Linked DNA regions of Danio rerio: region 1 is linked to region 2. Evidence: chromatin contacts called from public Hi-C data. All regions are on one chromosome and are shown on one strand. The core of a region is the stretch at or near the end of the contact, and the rest is flanking DNA. Distances in the headings are between cores, read along the strand shown.

Region 1 (3,853 bases), core at 541-3,040, 43 kb after region 2:
TGTATGATTGCACACTTTCGACAGTCTGATTTTTATTGGAAGTGTTCACCTGTGTGTAAGCAGAAGACATGACTCCTCACACCATCTGACAAAATCCGTAAGTACTGGACCATGAGCTGTTTCATTATCACAACGTTGGCTGACAATGACAGTGTCATCTGCATATTTAATAATGGTTCTATTTTCCCTCCTACACTGGCGCATATTTGTATCAGGGATGTATAACAGAGGTGAAAGAACACATCCTTGTGGGGATCCGGTTGAGGAGCAAGCTTTATCAGATAAGCATCCATTCACTCTAAAACTTTGTGTTCGATTATGCCAAGCTCAGACTGCATGATTTTAGCCCCGATTTTGTCTCGCTGACAGGTTTTGAGAAATCGCCAATAAATACCTGTAATCACAGGCAAATTGGTGCTCTTTCACGTGGGTAACAGTCACACAATGTGAACTATCAGAAACGCAATCTGAGAGAATCGCCAATGAGTCGCTGATGCCTGTAAGATATTTGTCATACTAAATATCTGGAGATAGCGGCGATTCAAATTATGCCATGTGAAATGAGTTTTGACTGACAATAACATCGGCGATCACCTACAGCCAAGGAGAGAGCAGCATTCACTAGTGTGGGTATCTGCAGGCCAGCAGGGGGTTGTGGGAGAAATTAAAAGCGCTTATTTTTTATTTATTTGGACCCGAGAAATTGAGGAAAACTAGTGGAAATTTGGCAGGAGCACCCATGTCTGTTTGACATGCCATCTGGACAATATCACAACTGGGTCAAAAAAGAAAATAGTTGAGGAGAAATTATGCAAATATGTACATTTTCTACCCCATTAAAGTTTTATTTCTCATTATGTAGTTAATTACAAAAGATATGCTACGTGTTTTTGGTTGTGAGACGTAGTTTGGACAAAGTTGTCATCGATTCTTCCTATTCTAAAGTCATGAAACCCCCTGTCGTGGAACCATCTTGCAGTGTAAACAAAGCAGCGACACAACGCTAGCACAGATAGTCATGCAGTGTGAAAACATCTGTGACACGACTACTTTGAAAATTATGCAGTCTGAACTCGGCATAAGTTAAGAAGTTAAGGATCCTGCCCATCAGGTTATTACCAAGGTCAAACTGTTCCAGCAGTCTACTAATTAAAATGTGAAGTTGTGTTAAAAGCGGAGGAAAAGTCGAAAAACAAAAGCTGTATTTTTATAAGAACCGTTTTTCCTTCCCAGCTGTAGAGTTGTAAGCTGAAAAGTCTTGCTGGTTTCCCTATGTGTTGTGCGACTGCACACATTGAAGTGTCCCATCTTGGAATTCCTGTTATCTAAAAGCACATCTGTACTTCCTCTGTGAAATTAGCTCTTCCCTCCTGATTCTGAAAGCATGTGTGAAAAGGGCAGAAGGAAAATAAAGCTGTCTGCTTCATCTTGCTTCAGTGCTGTAAATCGGGAGCAATTTGTCCATCTCTAGTTAAGACTTTTCATTAGGTGAAAGAAACACAGCAATAAACACTCTCCAGCCATGCATTTCTTGTTTTCTTTTTTCCCCTCTGTCCTTTGCACACCCCAGTGACCCACAGCCAGAGGTGGTGATGTTGCTTGTTTATATGGTGTGGTTTGGTTGTAGTTGAGTGCAGTTGAGATGGTGGGGGCCTGAACTCCCCCACACAGACCACCTCACCAAACCCCCCCCCCTACATCCGGGGCCATTGCTCGGAGGGCCCTTTAAGGCGTTCTGCCATGGTGTTTACACAGATGTGTGGGCCTAAAGACAGGCTCCCCCGCGACCTGCCCACCCCCAGCTCTCTCCTGGGGCTTTCATTTCAGCCTGACCTGGATGCCATGGCTGCCACTCTGACCATAGGCTGATAATGTAAGCCTCGTTCTGGAATGTCTGGAGAGATAGTGGACATGTTTATTAGCTGAGCCTCAACTTAAATGCAACAGAAGTCCACTGCTGAATGTCATGCTTTTGTTGTTGTCCTCGTGTGACACTATTAAATCGCTCTAGTCTAGATCTAAAGGGAAACCAATTGTAATCAGAAACAGATTGACACAGATCAGTCATTCTTGTTCAGGGCAAGCATGACACATGTGCTTTCACCGCGGTAAAGTTCTGATGGTGTAGTTTCAGCTTGACTCATAAAAACAAACAGCGGGGCAGTTATTCGCGTCCACTATCATGTGGTGAAGTACTATGATCTCTAAAGCTGCTTTGCGTGAAATCGCTGAAATATTTGTTTGTCCCTTGGAATTTGATTGTGTCTTGAAGGAATTTCCTGACGGTGTTTCAGATGTTTTGTTATGTTAGGTCGGGGGGTAGTTAAGTAGAGGATTACTTTACATAGCAGAGGTCATTATTACCACATCAGAAGAAGGAAATATTAAATCAAGGAGCTAATGAAAAAAATAAAAGGAAAAGGGATAGTACACACATTCTGTCATCATTGACTTTCTACTGTGGAACGCACAAGTGTGAAGTCTTTTTCTATATGGGCTGAAGAGGAGATGTCCACTGAGGAAATGAAATGATGAAGTGATTTGGTCACACTTTCCAATAAGGTTCATTAGTTAATGTATGTACTAGCATGAACTACGGATGAACAATACTTGTATAGCAGTTATTGCATAAATATCGCATTATTTAACATTCAAATTCATGCTTGTTAACATTAGTTATTGCAAGTTAACTTGAACTAACAATGAACAACTGTATTTTCATTAACTAAAGTTAACTAACATGAACAAATACTCTATTAAATCTATAGTTCATTGCTTGTTCATGTTGTTAGTAAACAATTTTTATTTATTTACCTTGCTTCAGCTTAGTCCCTGGTTAGCAGAGGTCACCACAGTAGAATGAACCGCCAACTATTCTGGCCCATGTTCCACACAGCGGATGCCATTCCAGACGCAAACCAGCACCTGGAAACACCCATACACACTCATTCACACACTTATAAACTACAGCCTATTTAGTTTAGTCAATTCACCTGTACCGTATGTCTTTGGACTGTGGAGAAAACCCACGCCAACACTGGGAAAACATCCACTCAGAAATGCCAACTGACCCAACCAAGAATTGAACCAGCAACCTTCTTGCTGTGAGGCGACAGTGCTAACCACTGAGTCACCGTGCCGCATAACATTAACCAATACAAGCTTATTGTAAAGTGTTACCAGTGATTTTATGTAGATGGAAAGCATATTTAATTATTGGTTCAGATAACTTCAGTGAACATAATGTAAAAATATTGTTGAAACTCATTATAAATCTTGTTATTTAAAATTAATTAAAACCTCTTGCTGACAAATCTGAATACCTAGTGTTTTTTTTCTAGGGGCATTTTATCTTTTTGTTTGTAATTTTTTTTTTTTTAATATTTGTAGGGGTTTTCACCTTTATTGGGATAGGACAGTGGAGATTTTACAGACAGGAAAGTGTGGGGAGAGGAGATAGGGGAAGGATTGGCAAAGCACCTTAAGCCAGGAATCGAACTCGGGTGCGCCGTGTGTCGACGCACTAACCACTAGGCTATTGGCGCCGACGGCTTTTTATCTTTATTATATGGGACAGTAGAGATGTGACAGGAATACATGGGGAGCAGAGAGAGGGAAAAGGACTGGCAAAGGACCTCGAGCAGGGAACCGAATTCGGTTCGCAGTGAGCACCTCAGTATTATGTGTGCAGCCTCAGTGATATGCCGACACACTTTGCCACTAGGCTATTGGCTTTGAAGAAAACCTAGTGGTTTAAAACATAATGGCAAAATATACTATTTAAAAGGATTCATTCATTCATTAATATCTATATAATTAGTCTCTATTTCAGAGCTCGCCACAGTGGAATGAA
Region 2 (4,035 bases), core at 29-2,528:
ATATATATATATATATATATATATATATATATATATATATATATACACACACACACACACACACACACACACACACATATATATATTCATGTTATATATCCTGCTTGCATTTGTGAGGTTATACAATTGTATCTGAATGAGTAATAAGCACATAAATATCTACATATTAATTTATATATTCACATATTGTAAATATCAATATAAGATAATGTTGTGATGAAATGTAAGATTGTCATAACTTTAATAAAATTCAGAGAGGTTATCCATCAAAACAAAAGTGAAATATTCAAGGAATGTCAAAAAGACACCAGAGGTGCTCAAGTTCACCAGCTTTACTTCATGGCTGGCCATCTGTTGTTCTAAATGAACACAACAGAGCCGTCACATTTGGCAAGTGGAAGTCAAAAGCTAACATTGTAAAGCTGTCACATCATACGTCATATATCTGGTAAAACAATCAGCCAATAATGTTTTACCATTATTATTTCTGTCCTAGTCTGATCAGCAGGGTGTTACACAACATTATTTAAAATGAGGACGTGCTTTTCAATCCATCACATCACATCACATGCTTAAGTAATTAACGAGTAAAGGCCACAGCTCAGTTTATACTTCACATATAAAATATTGACTTCCTCCTATAAACTATAACCTCTTATAAATAATGACACCCGTACATTATCTGTAAAGTAAATTTACATGCCTGATTGTTGTTTATTAGATCATTAATTTATCAAGATGACAGCTTACAATATTGGTTTGCATAGCTGTGAAATCCAGTGTATAAACAATAAATACTTAAATACTGATAAACAAATAAATACTGATTATAAACAATCACATTCACTTATAAATAAATGTTCTTATTAGGGATTTTTGGTTCCATGAAGAACATTTATCATCCATGAAAACTTAACATAACACAAAACACTCTTTATAGAGAAAAAAAAGTTTTTAAATGATAAAATGTTCCTCATGCTAATAATAATAGGGCTATTTTAAGATCTATTTGAGGAACTCAAAAAGTTTCTTTTGTGGCGTTGCTGCAAAACCTTTTATTTTTAATAAGCGCACTGGTATATTAAACTTTTCAGTACCTTTGAAATGATGACATTTGAAAGTATGTAAAGATAGTAATATGAAATAATATAATTTTATTAATTAACCATACTATGTGCTATGTTATATTATGTTATACACAGAACTGTGTGACATTATTAAGATTACAGGAGCAGAACTCACCAGAAATGTCCGCTTGATGTCTTGTGTGATTGATGCTGTGCAGAGAGGTGTGTTGTTTATCTCTACCTGAGCTTCTATTTATGCCTAAGTAGAACCAAAGACGATCCAATTAAAGCATTTAGAGGTTGTTGCCATTCCAGAAACTAGCTTTTGTTCTGACATACTTGGTGTACTTAATCATTTATATGCATGAATCTGTTTTCTGAACTGATTTTTCTGTCTGAAATTAGTTAATAAGATTTTTGTTGTTATTGTTTTTTTATTTGTTTACTTTTTGGTCCCACTTTATTTTGATGGTATGTTTTTTAAATTAAGTTACATTGCATCTACATGTCAACTAATTCTCATTAGATTATAAGTAGACTGTTAGGTTGGGGTTAGGGTTAGTGTAAGTTGACATGCACTTGCTAAGTTTCTTATAGACAGTTAAATGTCTGTTGAAGAAGCAGTATCAACATATTAGGCAATCTACTAATACTCAAACGGACCATCAAATAGAGTGTTACTACGTTTTTGAACAAGTTTATACAAGGATTGTGTTCATATCCAGTAACATTGTAAAAAAAAAACATTTTTTGCAATATAAAATCTTACTTTTCTGTTTAAATGTATTTTTAAAAAGTTGGCGCCAATAGCCTAGTGGTTAAGTGCGCCAACATATATTATAGCACCGTAGTGCTTACGGCGACCCGAGTTCCATTCCCTGCTCGGCTTCCTTTGCTGACCCCTCCCCTCTCTCTGCTCCCAATACTTTCCTGTCTGTGACCTTCACTATCTTATCCAAATTAAAGGTGAAAAAACCCTAAAAAATTATGAATAAAAAGTAATTTATAAATTTGATAGCAAAACTGAATGCTCAGATGCAACTACCTTTACATCTGTATATATACATGCACACAGCTTATTTCAGCTAGTTCCACGAAAATGATTTTAATTTAGTGTAACAAAATATCTAAAGCTAAACTTAAATGAACAAAAAACAAAACAACAAACAAAAAAAAAACTGAACAAAAGCTTGAAAAACCCGATGAAATTATAAAAACAAACTAAAATAAAAAGAACAGTTACTTAGTGTTTCTAACAACTTCTTTTACTTCTATGTTTCATTAAAAAGTTGTTCTGGCAAAGTACATGAGAAAGTCAAAAAAGTTTTTCTTCTGTATCTTGAGGTTTAAAAAGGTCTTGTTAGTTGGGTGTACATAACAGAGGAGGAACTGGCAACAAAGACATAGTGTAGGCCCACATTCTCCTAACGTTTCTCATTAGCGCACCATGTCCTTGTAAAAGTGCCCTCTCTTCAGGGCTTGTGACCCTGAAAATAGTATTTTCAAACGTCTAATGAGAACCAGCAATATGGGCCACTGGTATGTCCATCTCTGCTAAGTCTAAATGCACCTGTTTCTAATAAACCTATCTGGACCTGTCATGCTCATCCAGTGCCAAAGACCTGGTGGCTGGCACAGCAAAGATGAATTGTGGCTTTATGAACACAGAAAATTCCAAATCAAGGAATAAGGAATGACAGAACATGCAAAAAAAAAAAAAAAACAGCTAAACTCTATCACACACTCTTAAAAGTGTTAGGAAGAACCAAAAATTTTACCAGTTTACCAGTTCCAGTTTCAATTACCAGTTTCTTCTCTAAAATTATTGTATGTTAACATTGGATTGACTTTAAATACTATAAGACCTTTCCAGAATCATTTTGGTTCATTTATATTGCTTTAGCAAATGATATTTTGGTAAAAGCTCTTAAGGGAAAATGTCTTAAGTTTAAACAGGTCTTAATTTTGCTTTGTTCAGGTAAAGCTACTCAATCAAGCTGACATCTTTTTATATTGTTTTATATTAAGTTTTATATTGCAAAGAGACACAATTCACAACAGCTGTTAGATACTTTTACAGCAATTTCACCTTATTAAATTCCCTAATCGGGGGAAAAACAAATAATAATACCAGGCCATTAGAAAAAAATCCTAGTCTTTAACCCTGAATAAGTAAAAAAAAAATATTCATAATGGTCTTAAAAGAGTCTTAAATGTCTTAAATTAGACTTGATGAAACCTGCAGAAACCCCGCTATGGTTTGTAGAAGAACAGTATCGACCCCTTTATCTCCCCTGTCTTAAGTTTTCTTTCTTTCCAGTTTGTTGTTGCTGTTCATGTTACCTTCTAGACATGTTTCTCAGCTTCACACTATTGACCAGTCCAGCCCAGTGCTGTCTTGTCCCATATGTATTAAGAGTTGCTTGCTATGAATCTTTGTGGAATCTTACCTGTAGAGTGGAATCTTTCCTTGTGGAGTCTTCAGTCAGTCTACCAGCTACCTGAAGACGGAAGTCTACCATGGGTTTCTAGATCCACCCTGGCTTACTGCAGCAGGCTAACGTTGGGTTAACCTGATATTGGTTTTTGATGTCAGTCTGATGTTTGGTTTAGTCAGTATGATGTTAGGTTCTGGAGTCAGTCTCATGTTGGGTTCTGGAGTCAGCCTGATGATTGTAGTGTCAGTTTGATATTGGGTTTTTAAGTCTGCCTGATGTTGGTTTATGATGTTACTCTGACACTGGGATTTGACATCAGCTTGACATTTGTGACCTCAGTCTGACATTGATTTCTGACATCAACAACTTTAAACTATGGGTATTTTAAGAGTTTAAAAGAGAATTGTCAAATAAAACTGGATAAGGCACCTGCACTGGAATAAAAGCTTCATGTCACTCAAAGTCAGACTAACGATAAAACTTTCACCATGCATTCACACGGGGCTTCAGCATCAATGCTTGACCGAAGA

The links. A called contact is a pair of places that touch in the nucleus more often than the background predicts.
Region 1: a contact with region 2 is called in a Hi-C map of embryo, with 1.9 times the contacts expected there. The contact joins the enhancer-like site here to the promoter of clul1 in region 2. A contact is called at or near these places in 4 of 18 Hi-C or Micro-C datasets (caudal fin, embryo, fibroblasts and 1 more) and 1 of 4 datasets of contacts at active chromatin or transcription factors (caudal fin).

Annotation. Positions count from the first base shown.
Region 1 is chr2:34,383,756-34,387,608 of GRCz12tu, forward strand. All of the region lies in intron 2 of colec12 (collectin sub-family member 12), which reads left to right. LOC141378367 (a long non-coding RNA gene) reads right to left here. Exons shown (of 5, transcript XR_012392658.1): 4 at 2,815-2,925; 5 at 1-1,894. Among named protein-coding and RNA genes, the nearest start is that of stam, 18 kb to the right of the region's middle. Within about 2 kb of position 1,791, at least 28 of the 62 cell types and tissues checked have an H3K27ac peak or open chromatin away from gene starts, as enhancers often do.
Region 2 is chr2:34,341,259-34,345,293 of GRCz12tu, forward strand. It overlaps clul1 (clusterin-like 1 (retinal)), which reads right to left and starts at 1,279. Exons shown (of 9, transcript NM_001099994.2): 1 at 1,243-1,279.